2 separate regions of the Oryzias latipes genome follow, and region 2 is linked to region 1. Evidence: chromatin contacts called from public Hi-C data. All regions are on one chromosome and are shown on one strand. Each heading gives the region's core, a stretch centred on a gene start, on an enhancer-like site or on the middle of the called end of the contact. The rest is flanking DNA. Distances are from core to core; before and after follow the strand shown. Region 1 overlaps neto2 (neuropilin and tolloid-like protein 2). Region 2 overlaps phkb (phosphorylase b kinase regulatory subunit beta).

Region 1 (4,023 bases), core at 769-3,268:
ACTTTAAAATAAAAAAACATCTCAGCTCTCACTGCTGAAAAAAAATCTGCACACAGACGAGCTGATTCTTCATTAGATAACCTGCTTATTTCTTTTTCTCGCACAAACTGTTTGCATTCACCTCCCACGGCTTCCAGAGTGCTCTGGCATTGATAAAACTGCATCTTTATGTATAAATGGTCAAGACTGTTATAAGAAATCTCCCAAAACAGGCAATATTTAACCACATTTGTGGTTTTCAGCCCCTTGGATGAAGATTTTGTTAAAGGAATACCTAAGAACCACATTTTATTCTTCTATGATGCATGCATTGCTTTAGGCTGCTGCTTAAAACGATCGATTCTGTCATTTCGTGTGAGTTAAAGCCGTAATGGGAGCTCTGTGCAGCACCTCGAGTTTGGGTGGTCTGTGTTCATAATGAGTTGGTGCTTCCACCTCCGACACATCTTTGCAAGATAATGGAGATAGAGTTAATGAGGATGCTGCAGCCTGGGGGGGGGGGGGGGGGGGGGGGGTGTTAACGTGCACACTCATTGGTGTAGCAGTATTTATCTTCAAGCATGCGTTTTCATGAGAAACGCTGTTTTTTTTTTTTTGTGTTCTGGTTAGCGTTGCACATGGCCTCTTTAACCCCAATCACTTGCAGTTTAATTGGGTTTATTTGCTCCTTGGGAGGGCGAGGATCTCCCAGTTCCCCCCTTTTTTGTGTTGTAAATCGGAAATTAGTTTACACAACTTTGCAGCAATCGTTTGTGCTTGTGAGCAGAGTTGCAGTTTTGCAGAGGATCAGTCATATAAAGTGGCAACTATTTGTCACATTAATCAAGCTGAGGAGTCAAATGCTGGCAGTGATGCAGAGAGGGAGATCTAAATGATCCAAAAATGTCAGGAAGAAAGCAAAATGTCAGCCAATTCTTCAGGTAAATCAACTCTGCCAACGTAGTGTACGTCCATGGATTCCTGAAGACAGCCCCTCCCTGCTGCCCCATCATCTCAGCACTCCTTCTCTAAATGCACCGGTTCACTCACAGGGAAACTCTATTGATCCAGACTTTACTTGCTATTCATCAAAGCACGGTGGGATCGATGCACGAACTCATCCCGAGCTGTTAAATGATTTCATTCTGCTGCTGATGATCACATAGATATGAATGCATGATTGTGTCAGCTGAGACTAATGTGCGATGTCTCCGTCTGGCAGCGTGGATCCTCTTCTTTCTCGTGGAAGAGGCCTTCGCTCTGGCGCAGAGGACTAAAGGTGAGCTTCTCTGTCGACCCTTTTTCTTGCTCTTCTTTTTCTGAAAAAGTTGCCTTCCCATCATCCACCTCATCGATCCGCGACCCTTTTCTCTCTCTGCTCCCTGTAGAATCTCAGAGCAATCATGGCGCCCAGACCCAAAACCAGAACGACTGTGGGACTTGGGTGCGCAACATCAACGGCGGCGTGTTCATGTCGCCCAACTACCCCAACACCTACCCCCCCAACAAGGAGTGCATTTACATCCTGGAAGGTAAAAGCGTCCTCCTCCGCTCAGCCGCAGAGGTCAGAGTCTCTGCCCCCCTCCGGCCTTCACTCAGACTGACATTGTTTTTATATAACCTCGCCGCAGTCGGGTTTTCGGCGCCGTGGCTGCCGGCCAATCAGCTTGACATTTTCAGAATGAGCCATCCCGAGTTTCTTTTATTGCACACATATTTCCTCCTTGAGGATGATGAAGAGCGACTCTGTGCGGGCATCCCAGGACTGCCCCCGCCTCCTCCAGATATCCTGCAGGCGGGGTGGCCTGATGCTCAGCTTTTGAGCGTTAAGCAGACTGAGCTCCCAAAGCTCACCTGTGAGGTGTGGCCCCCCCTGAAAGCATCGTTAGCATCTCTGACAGATGAGATCTGCCTCATGTTTTGCCTGAACCGGCAGCTTTTGTTTTTGTTTTTTTTATCATGAAAAGAACAGCAGTGGAGTTTCTGCTGGCATGTTCACACACAGCTAAAGGGCTCCTCCTGTGGACAGATGGAGCTACTGCACCACGCATGGAGCTGTCTTTTTTTTCTTCTTCTTCTTTTTCTTTTCTTCCGTCCCTCTGTCTGTTCCCTGATTGTCACCGAGTGCATCAGTAACTGATTATGAGCTGGGTTCCCTTTTGCGTCACGCGGCGTCCCGTCTGTCTGTGTCGCTCACACACACCTAACAGGAAGTGCAGACAAACAAGCTGCTTGTTGAAGCACAAACACAAAGATGTCAGCTCCTTGGGTGCTGCTGCATGAACGGCCTTTGACCTCCGAGCTTCTGCTCTTCTGTTTTTTGTTATTTTGTACCTCTGCATCAGTGTGATTCATCCATGCATCAGCTGCCCCCCCCCCCCCCTTTCTGGCTATGCCCCCCCCCCCACACACACACACAGACATCAGACATTATGAAAAGCTGCAGAGATGATCTGCAGATCACACCGTGTTTGTGTGAGCACATACACTATAGTGGTGACTAGTCTGAACACACATATCAAAGAAGCAGTTTACTTCTTGAAGGGGTTTAAACTCCATTATGGGTTAGACGTTCCAGCACAGGGTCAGAGTCTGCAGCCTTCAGCGCTGAAAGACCCAAACCCAGCGAGAGCCCCCCTTTACTGTCAAGAAAAATAGATATTTGTCTTATTTTGTCTCATTTATTTGTGGCCATAAATGATTTTTTTTAATAAGATGTAGCTTTAACAATGATTGAATTACACCAGTGTGATATCACTAGTATATAACGTTTACAGCTGCACATACAAGGTCCTTTCAAAGTAAAATGTGTCAAATAAGCTGCTGCTGCTGCAGGTTTGCATTTAAGCGTCAAGAACTTTGTCTGAACTGACAGAAAATAAGAAAATGAGGTTAAACTTGTTCTAATAATAAACCAGCCTGATAATAAATCAAACCTTTTATCATCTATTTTATTCGTTATCTGACATGTTTGCCTTTTAGAGGAGTGGTAAAGCTCTTGATTTAGTGTTAAAGTCAGCCGTTATAAAAAATATTTGGATGTTTTTTAATAATATAAGATCTCCCCAGTTTAAAGATCTAAAAATAAATGACAAAACTTAACTAACAAATAAATTATTTATTCAAGTATTTTGTGCTTTTCTTCAAAGCTTCTTAAGTGAAAGGACAAAGTGGCTCCAGAGCCTCAGGTTGCAGACCTCTGTCTTTGTTTTTTCAGCAAAGTTTGATTCATTTTCAAAAACAAATGATTTTTTTTTGTTCTCCTATTAGAACAAACTAACTACACACAGTGTGTCATTTGTTTTATTGGAAAGCGACAGTTAAAAGAAACAATTTTCATCTGTTCATAAAATATTACTGTGAACAAAACATTTTCTTTCTTACATTCTAAGATTATTCATTTTTTAGGTTTATGTGGTGCTGCAGAATCTGCAAGACACATTTAAATAGATGTCTTTTCACAAATAAAATACATGTAAAATTGTGATTTCAGATATTTATTTTACTTAATTAACCAGCAGAAATTTACGGTGGCCCAGAATGGTCACAACACAACACATTAACTTTATACACAACACACTAACTTTACACACAACACATTAACTTTACACACAACACACTAACTTTACACACAACACACTAACTTTACACACAACACACTAACTTTACACACAACACATATTTTTCTTTTTTGTTTATTCGTGGAAATAAAAAAACATTGAAATGGAAATAAAGTTGATTTGAAATGAGCAGCTGCTCAGTGAATTCTAATTTCTGTAGGTGTAGAAAAAGTAGGAGAATAGTTAATTTCTACGGTGGCCCAAAATATTCAGAATCTGATGGCACAGAAAAACTTCCATAGCCCAGAAGGGTCACAACACAACACATTAACTTTACACACAGCACATTAACTTAACACACAACATATTAACTCACAACACAACACAATAACTCACAACACAACACATTAACTCACAACACAACACAATAACTCACAACACAACACATTAACTCACAACACAACACATTAACTCATGGCCCAGA
Region 2 (4,023 bases), core at 954-3,453, 250 kb before region 1:
ATTTTTATTATATTTTTTAGTCAAGAGTTAATGCGTTCATATACCAGATAAAGAGGAGTCCATTTAAAAAAAAGTTTAAATGGATGTTTAGCTTCAGTATTTGAGCAGAAAAGCTAACTTCCTATTGACAGGTGCTGACAAAGATCATGCAGCCACTTCAACATCATAAAGCTAAGCTAAGATCAATTGCAGTGCTGAAGGTTTAATGTTACTGGCCTGAAACTGAAGCCTAAAAAGCTCCAGCGTCCTCAAGGTCTTGATGCTAACAATAAAAAAAAATGCTTTTGAGATTTCATGTTGCATATCAAACCAGTTTCAACTCACTTCCAGCGAAAGTGTGAAAACATTTAGAAAATACTGTCAATTCAGAAATTCAATTGCGACTCCTTGGAGATATTATTCTTGCAAAACAACAAACAAACAGCTAATTAGCATATTTTTTTCCGTATGCGATGGACTGGCACTTTGTTCAGGACATAATCTGTCTTTGCTCCATCTTTGCTTGAGAGTTTATCTGAGACACGCTGAAGAACCAGATCGTTCAGTTTCCAAGAAGCCTGGAAACGTTCACCTTCACACTTCAGCGCTTTCTTTTTCCTTTTCAACTTCCCCCTAGAGTAAACTACAAAAGCTTCAATCCCTAAGCTTCAAGTAGATTTTACCTACAGTATACAAATCAGACGAATGACATAGAATATACCAAAAATATCAATAATAATGGTTATTATGTCTGTATTTTATACTTATTTTCTATTTAAACTAAGGAATCCACACTTATTGGTGTTTACCATCAGTAACACTTTTTTTCTTTATTTTATCTGTTTTGTTCTTACTGTAAGACCATCCTCTTCATCCCTAAAGCAGATCTCTGCTGTTTGTGCAAGTCAAACCACTGACTCTTCCTAGCTGCATAGCCCGTGGTTGAAAACAATCAAACCTGAAGAATCAGAAGTATGCAAATTAATAGAATAAATAGTTTTATGCAAAGAAGTGTTTTCTTTGAGAAAAACCTAAAAAGTCTAAATGTGGTTAAAAAGTAGCATGAAAAAACTGTTTTTTTATGTCCTCTATTCTTTCATTACAAAGTGCAATACACAGAGCAGCCAAAGGAGGGAGCTCTGCTACAGACGAGCACCTCTCCACAGCTTCGAGGGACCACAACAGCTCAACGTTACAGCAGAAACTAAGACACGAACAAAACAAATGAGGTTTTTGACACAGATGATGATCAGTTATCTAAAATCCCCAATTAAGAAGTGGGCGACTTTGTGATGAACTGTCTTCAGAGTGAAGCTGGAGGAGGGCTGGAAGGACCTTTGCATCAATCCTTTCTGTGTGCAGAATAACAATGAATGAACCAGCCAGAAGCCCATGAAAGCAACCTTTCATCCCCCCCACATTTCTACTGACCAAAGCCCACGGAGCGGCTCTGACAGGTAGCAAAAATAATAATAGAAAATCACATTCAAAGCTGTTTTTGACCCTTCATGAGAAAGGAGTCGAGAAAATACTTTTTACTGAGAAACTGTTTATGAACATTTATTTTTTCATTAAATAAAAAAACAAACACACACATTTTTCAAAGTTGCTATAAACAAGAACACTATTCGATTCTATTTTAGCTTGTATTTTACATCCATATCTGTCAAATAGTGCATTCAATTCAAGCTAATGGTGGAAGAATAAGGATTTAGACTGTTTTAAAGTTGCGTTCAAATGGAATTGTACCATCAAAGCTCTTTAAAAGTCAACTGATCATCAATGTAAAAGCTCAATCTCACCTTTTATACTGACACTGTCAGGGAAATTACATCAAAACCCAAACTAACCTCAGAGGATAGAGGCATCAGTTAGCATTTGGCAGACAGCTTGGTAGGGGCATCGGTAAAAAGCTGTCGCACCAAACGAGAGGTTTTACGAAATTAGTTTTAAAGCTCTTCAGTGTGGTAAAACTGTGGTTTTCCAAAATGCTGTAGAGTGGAGAGGATACTGTTGACCTCTCATGGGATGTACTCCCATGCAACCCTGTAACAGGAACAAGGTCGCTAAAGAGTTAAAGAGCTCTGCCGCAACAGCAGGGCTGTCCTCAGACCCTCTCTGCTGGTGACGTGACCTTGTTGGCTACATCAAGTAGAATAGATCGGGAATGTAAGGCCCTGTGTCCCATCCGGGGTCACAGCCTATCCCGGTCACTGGTGGGTGAGGGCAGGGGTCATTCTGGTCAGCCTGTCGCAGGGCAACAAATCAGACGTTCATGCACACTCACAGTCACACCTATGGACAATTTAGAGTAACCAATTCACTTGTGTTTTTGGATGGTGGGAGGAAGCCGGAGTCCCTCGCATGCACGGGTAGAACATGCAAACTCCACACAGAAAGGTCCTCCAGCCGGGACTTGAATGCCTTCTTGCTGTGAGGCGAGAGCGCTAACCGTGCCACCGTGCGTTGTAATCAAATTGTAAAAGTATAGGAAAAAGGTGTTGCATGAGGGCAAAATATGGATCAAGGTGTGCAGCTTGTTGGCTCTGTTGTACCGAGGAGAAAGGAGTGTCAAAGGATGAGTCTTCATGTCTCAACACTCCTCCACCTGTAGTCATCAGCTGGGGGTAGCCTCTTTCATGAGGGGGCTAAGTTCTGCCTCTCCCTCAGGATGGGAGGTTTAGTCAAATGGGAGCTATTGCTCCTCCCTCTAAACATCTGCTCAGTCAATGAGCTCGAAACACCTGCATTGGTTTCAGGAGCCTTCGTCTGGGTCAAGAAGTGACACGTCTACACCCTTCACGAGGAGGGAAAGTTCCAGAAGGTCAATGCTAAAACAAGCTGCTTGTTCGCCTGGAAAACAGCACCTGAAGTGGAAGAAGAGACAAAAGAGGTGCTCCAGCATCAGGGATAGCTGCATCCTTGAGAAGATGGTCACGAGGAGAGGACTGAGCCACAAACGAATGCTAGACGAGGCTTTCAGTGGTTGCATTGTTCGCGTCAAGCCACTCGTGAACCAGAGAAAACATCAAAAAAAAAATCAGACTGCCAAATGATCCAATTAGTAAATGTATCTGACTGGTTTACATCTTGTCGTGGATGTTTTGTACAGTAAATGAGCCTTCCTCCTGTGTTGGCTTTCTGTTACCATGCCTTATGTCACCTGCTTAGTTTTAAACCTCATCTTAAATTACTAATATACTTTAACACAATAATTATCATCCACATATTTTTTACATCTCTCTGTAATCTCATTGGGATTCCTTTTCTATGACATGATTAGTTTCTTAACCTTTTGGTCTTTTTTTTCCAGCATACCCCTTATTTTAAGAAAAAATGTCCCTTCAAAATAAAATCCCATTTATAAATAAGATGCTGTTGTGTCACCTTACTACTACTGGGGGACATTACAAGACACCTCTTTGATCATTTAGTAGAGTTTATTAATTATATTAATCATAGAAACATTTATGTGTTTCACTTTATTTAACCTTTAATTATCCAGGCAACACAGATTAAGAAAAAAAATCAACTGTGGACGGCAGGCAAAATGCAAGACCCTCTTCAGAAAGAGAACTCACAGCAATAACACAGACAATCATTAAATTATAAACACCATTTCTGGTGTCTGGGTCAGTTTGACCCGTACACATTCGCTTTGAGAAAAGGACAGATTTTTTCTGTGAAAATAAATGAAATGAAATAGCAGAATAAATCAAAATAAATGATATACATTTGTATGTTTAAGAGCATTAATCGTCCAATCAGCATTGCCTGTAGAAGAAACATCCTCTCTTCTATTAAACATATTTTTATGGGTTAAAAAGGATGACTGTTTAAAAAAATAAAAAGCTGGTAGGCCTCGAAGCAAGATAACACGGGTAATTGATGTTTCCCCCATTATCAGAGGGCGGCTGTCAATTTCAGAACAGGTGAGTTAGGCAGATACAGCCTGCAGCATTGAGGCGGTGGTGCTAACCCCGCGATAAACAAATTTTGTGGAGAAGGAAGATGTCTAAGCTTCATCATAAATATTCAGCATGG

What was found. A called contact is a pair of places that touch in the nucleus more often than the background predicts.
Region 2: a contact with region 1 is called in a Hi-C map of fibroblasts, with 2.5 times the contacts expected there. The contact joins two enhancer-like sites. A contact is called at or near these places in 2 of 5 Hi-C or Micro-C datasets (embryo and fibroblasts).

What each region holds. Positions count from the first base shown.
Region 1 is chr3:33,127,161-33,131,183 of ASM223467v1, reverse strand. neto2 (neuropilin and tolloid-like protein 2) reads left to right here. Exons shown (of 10, transcript XM_004067530.4): 2 at 1,202-1,258; 3 at 1,368-1,511. Among protein-coding and RNA genes, the nearest start is that of neto2, 4.0 kb to the left of the region's middle. Within about 2 kb of position 2,018, at least 3 of the 8 cell types and tissues checked have an H3K27ac peak or open chromatin away from gene starts, as enhancers often do.
Region 2 is chr3:33,379,706-33,383,728 of ASM223467v1, reverse strand. All of the region lies in intron 17 of phkb (phosphorylase b kinase regulatory subunit beta), which reads right to left. Among protein-coding and RNA genes, the nearest start is that of adamts18, 62 kb to the left of the region's middle. Within about 2 kb of position 2,203, at least 1 of the 8 cell types and tissues checked has an H3K27ac peak or open chromatin away from gene starts, as enhancers often do.